Regions from separate parts of the Zea mays genome. Here region 2 is linked to region 1. A link is a contact called in public Hi-C data. All regions are on one chromosome and are shown on one strand. Each heading gives the region's core, a stretch centred on a gene start, on an enhancer-like site or on the middle of the called end of the contact. The rest is flanking DNA. Distances are from core to core; before and after follow the strand shown. Region 1 holds the start of LOC103646136 (B-box zinc finger protein 20). Region 2 holds the start of LOC100381913 (required to maintain repression 2).

Region 1 (2,700 bases), core at 66-2,565:
CTTATACCTGTTAGAATTACTGGTGCTTAGGATCGATTCCTAAGTCCCTAGAATACCAATCCGTCTGTAACTCAAAGTAAAATCTTGATGACGTGTAGATCTGATCTACTATCTACTGAGAGGAACGGGGAAACACACCTTTATTGTTGTTGCTATCTTCATACCGTCGCCCTGCAGAGAAGCAGCAGGCATCGGGATCCGAGCCGCTGTAGGTTGTCGCGTTTCCAAACACTCCGACGCCTAGGCGATGGGGCCTCTGAGGACTAGGGTTTTGGGGCGAGGTACTAGCGTTAGTCTTTCCTGCGACCCCTTAGTCCTATATTTATAGCGTCGTGTGCCTGGGGGCTCCAACCGAGGTTAGCGTGGGCCCTCCCAATCAAGGGCCCATTTAAAGAGATAGATAGTTAGGTTTAGCCCAATCCGGTCACTGATGACCAGCTGTAGAGGACACACCCAACAATACCAGCCAGACAATAGAACGCTGAACGCGCACCGGTCCGGTGCTGGCCTTGTGCGGATGGATCAGTCGGCCGCGTGAGAGCTTGTTCGGTTACAGCAATCTAGAGGGGATTGAAGAGGTTTAAATTCTCGTCTAGTCATTTTTAACTAGGAGGAGATTTTAATCCTCTCTAATCCTCCTCTAGATTGGTATAACCGAACATGCCCAACGGGATCGCCGCAGTATCTCCACTCCAGACTGCGGCGGGGCTCTGTTTCGTCAGTAGGTTCAAGGGTAAACCTTGCACAGCACAGCACTTCGGATTGTGACTAGACATGACATGTGCTCAGGCCGAGGCTGCTACTTGCTCTAGGACAGGTTCCGATCCACATCTGAGAAAGCAAGCCCGGCCAAAAATGCACTTTTCAGCCACGAAAAAAGACGAGGGCATTAGCAGGCGTCTGACCTACTACACTGTACTCTGCAGTAGCATTTGTACTAGCTACGGAAAAAAGAAGAAGCTGTGAACAGAACAGATACACTGAAGACCGCAGTATGTTTGTTGTGTGTTGTGTAAGCAAAGCAAAGCAAAGCAAAGCAAAGCAAGCAGCAGATTGACAGTGACTTACACTTACACCTAACCACCCAGGCACCTCCCACAAGCGATTTGTTATGTCCTACTAACTAGCTAACGGATCCTCCATGCCATCGGTGGATTCAGGTCCCAGACCCTGGCGTATCCGAGCTTGGGGGCAACATGGGTTATTATTAAAGGAGGATCCGTAATGAGGTCACCCGTGACCTCAATCGAAAGGTATTTTTGGTGAACCAATCCAGTTGCGCCTGATTATATATATAAGCCAACCATGGGGGACCATGGTATGGTCTAGAACCGTATGCGTACTTTATCAGTAAACTGCCCATGATCTAGCAGTGGTCCAATGTTTGTCCTAGACTCCTAGGGGGAAAAAAGATCTGCACTTTGTGCTGTGCTGTTTCTTCTTCTTGTTGTTGTTGTACGTAGCGCCGAGATTTCCCAGCACCGCTTGCGATTTAGAAACCCACAGTTTGTTCTTTTTCGTTTAGGGGATGGTTGTACACTGCTGCTGCTTCTTACTAATGATACAAAGGAGAGGTGAAGTTCGCAGTTGCTGAGATAGACAGATGAGAGAGAAGGCAACGCTAGCTACCGCGACAAGGAGGAAGATGAGCAATCTGGAAAGCACGGCATCAAGCAAGTTGTAGCCTTGTAGTTTTAGGAGTGTCCTTATTGCGACTTTGTCACCCTGAGGCTATCCGCAGTCGCGACTGCAAACAGGAACTGTAAATTTTTACAGCTCTCACAAACGATGCAGCGGCGGACTGCAACAGGAACTGTAAATTTTTACGGCTCTCAGGAACTTCACAGCTAGCGCACCTTCTGCGGTGGACTGAATAATCTCCCTCCTCTTTCTATTGGCTGCTAGTTGGGTGTGGAAAGGAAAGAGGTGAAAATAAATAATAGAATATATGGTATATGGTATAGGGTAGATATTTAGAGTAAATATGACCGCGGAGTATTATGGGATAGGGTAGAGAATCTCGCTGACCAGGATGAAATATTCCTTTTAGAGTAGAAATTTAGGGTTCTATGAGTGCGGATAGCCTGATGACCTGAGCGCTCCCATGCGGCCATGTCTGATGAATTATGGCGGCCCATCCGCTGCCATCAGCAAACGCCCACGAATGGCCAATCGTTGCCCAGCAGCAGCGGGCTTCAGTATTCGTCAACCAAATTGTCAGGTAACGTGGTGCGGTAGCCTTATGTCCGAAAAATCCTAGAAACAAAATTCCATTTTTTCCTCCAAAATTTTATATAACGAGTGAACGTACTAAAGAGGCTTCGGCTTGGTTATACTTCGCGCGAAGAGGCATTTTCCTTCCATTGTGTTATGGTTAGAGCAGTTTGTGTAATTTGTCTTTTTTTGTCCCTTGAACTTGTTCTTGTCTTTGCCGGTATTTTTTTGCGTCTTTTAGAGCTAGTTTGAAAACTATATTTTTTTGAGGGGTTTTTATTTTTCTAAGGGAAATTAGTTTATTTTTCCTAAAAAAAATAAGAATTCCTCGGAAAAATGTAGTTAGGAACTCCATTTTTCCAATGGATTTCTGTATTCCTAAGGGAAAATGAACTAAATTCCTTTGGAAAAATGAAAATTCCATGAAAAAAATGAGGTTTTCAAACTAGCGCTAAAAAAATCTATAAGTCTATTAACGGATGAACA
Region 2 (2,700 bases), core at 16-2,515, 190 kb before region 1:
GTAACCGTGTCAAACAATCTATAGTATTCCTTCCGAGCAACTGGTTTTGTAAGGGCCTTGATCAACCTTCGCTTGAAATCTGAATCTGGCCTTCTTGTGATATGTGTAGGCCATATAATACCTAGTTCCTTTTCTACCTTTCCCCCCTATATAAGATGAACAGGAAGGAAGAGCAAATCAAATGCAGCAATTATGTCAAACATCATCTGTTTTAGAAGAATACAGAAATTAAAATATATATTTCTTCAAGTAACTTCAATGGGACATTTCGATCCACGTTCTGAAAGAAAGTTGAGAAAGGCACACCTTATGTAAAAGAAACGTACTGGGCTACTGGCATATTTTTAATTTTTATTCTTATCTGATACAGCTCCTGGCCCAAGCTGCCAAGCACGGATGTACAGAAATGAAAATACTTTAGGGACTGAGAGCTAATAGGTACTGTATACTGTTATTCCTTATCCCGAAGGACAGCATGAGCTAGTGCCAAACTGACAGTGACACGCAGTTGTGAGTATCAGAATTTCTCACCGAATTAGTAGGGGGTGCACGACGGCCATCGCTTGAGCTCGCCTCCCAATACGCGCCCTTCAGCGCGCTTGCATCCGACAGCCCCTCATCTCCGCCATCGTTCACCTCACGCCGTGGTGATGGATCCGCACGCCAATCGGACGCGTTCTGCTCCGAAACAGCCGTCGCTGGAGCACCGGAGGCGACCTGATCGCTCCCCGCTGCAACACTGATCCCTTCCCCCGGCGAAGCAAAAACCGCCTCTTCCCCCCGCTGCGTATCCTTCTCCCCCGGAGATTCCACAGCAACCGGGTTATCGTAGTTGACGACGACGCCCCCGATCTCCAGAACCAATTGGCCGTCCACAACGCGCGTGTGCTGCAGGAAGAGGCGGTAGTCCTCGTCGACGTCATGGAGACAATCGTACCACGCGGGTCCCGTCTCCAATGACGCCGACTCCACCGGTTCCCTCTCGTCTTGCGCGCTGCGGTTGCCGCTGAGGCGGCCCTGGGAGGGATCGGAGACGCACTCGCCGTCGGAGGGGCTGGCGAACGGGGTCTCGTACTTGATGAGTGATGGCGGGGAGTCGCCGTGGGAGGGGAGCTCGAGGGTGTAGGAGTCACCGTCGATGCGGATGTGTTCGAGGAAATAGAGGTAGTCCGGGTCGGCGTCGCCGGCGGGGAGGTCGCCCCCGGCGAACGGGGAGCGGAGGACCGGCATGGTACCGGCGGTCTTGGGGTGCCAAAGGCTTTTAGTGGGCTCGAAGCTGCTCGGCGGTGAAATGGGAGCGGCTGGCTTTATAGAATGGGTTTCGTAACTCCTGTGGGCTCTCCCATTTTTCGGCCGTATGACCGATACACTGTGGTTCCCAAGACGGGCCGAACGACTATGATACTGTGGCCCATGGTAGTTTCGTCTCTGCAGTAGCAGTACGCCTATTCACAGTTTCCTCCTAAAGTTTGATATTTTCTCTCTCTTTAGCCCTAGTTTGGAAACCCTATTTTTTCAAATGATTTTCATCTTTCAAAGATAAATTAATTCGTTTTTTCTTAAAAACATAGAAAATTCTTGGTAAAATGGAGTTTCCAAACTACTCCTTAAGTTAATTCACTCCTAAACAGCCATTACAAGTGACTTCATCCTCAGATCTTGGCAAATCACATGGTTTTGTCTATTTTGTGGCGAACATCGGTGCTATCTGCTATGGATGTCATTTATTTTCTAGGAAAATAGTGGTGCAATGATACTACGGCCATGTTTGGTACAGGTCTCATTTATTATAGAATCTCAATGTTAACCAAACAACTTGTGTATTTTGCATTGTATTTTGTGCATATAATTTCATTCGGTATCTTTTCTTAGGCTTATAAACAGACTTGTATTGGATTTTATGTAGTATCTAAGGAGGTTTAGTTCTACCAAACTAAAGTATATTCTAAGTCACATAGAATGCTTAAATGACAATTGAGAGTATTAAATATAGTCATAAATACAAAACGATGAGACAAATTTATTAAGTTTAATTAAGCATGTACTCTCTCTATTCCAATTTATAACTCATTTGACTTTTTACATCATATTTGGCTGACTCTTCTTTTAAAAAAATATAATTATTGTTAATTTTTACTATGATATCATATAACATATAATATACTTGAAGTATGACTTAGAATTTTTCATTTTTTCGCAAAAAATGAATAAAATGAACCAGTAAAATGAATTATAAATTAAGACAGTTGGAGTATTTAATACTTAATATTCAAAGACTCGAGGTGACACATTAAACTTTAATCGATCAAACATACCCTAAATTTTGAGAATCCATGTGATCCAAACAAGCCTGTTGGTCCTTGTCAACTACTTGACGGAGAGAAACGGGTCTGGCATCCCAACAAGGGCTCTCATACTACGGTGGTGTTTGAATGCACTGGAACTAATAATTAGTTGACTAAAAATTATTAATAGAATTAGATAGCTAATAAATAGCTACCTAACTATTAACTAATTTACCAAAAATAGTTAGAGTGTTTGGATGTATCAACAATTTTAGCCACTAACTATTATCTCTAGTGCATTCAAACTTACCCTACATCTCCTTAATTAGATATTTAATGACGTAACTACTCAATTAATAATATTATTTGCACTTTAATTATTTAACCTCTTTCCACGTTGATCTGTAATAGCATT

The links. Hi-C and Micro-C count contacts between places; a contact is called where the count stands out from the background.
Region 2: a contact with region 1 is called in a Hi-C map of tassel, with 2.4 times the contacts expected there. The contact joins the promoter of LOC100381913 here to the promoter of LOC103646136 in region 1. A contact is called at or near these places in 3 of 25 Hi-C or Micro-C datasets (ear, leaf and tassel).

Annotation. Positions count from the first base shown.
Region 1 is chr2:23,349,232-23,351,931 of Zm-B73-REFERENCE-NAM-5.0, reverse strand. LOC103646136 (B-box zinc finger protein 20) reads left to right here and starts at 1,315. Exons shown (of 3, transcript XM_008670855.4): 1 at 1,315-2,700.
Region 2 is chr2:23,544,175-23,546,874 of Zm-B73-REFERENCE-NAM-5.0, reverse strand. It overlaps LOC100381913 (required to maintain repression 2), which reads right to left and starts at 1,265. Exons shown (of 4, transcript NM_001174690.1): 1 at 532-1,265; 2 at 1-146. The coding sequence starts at 1,230.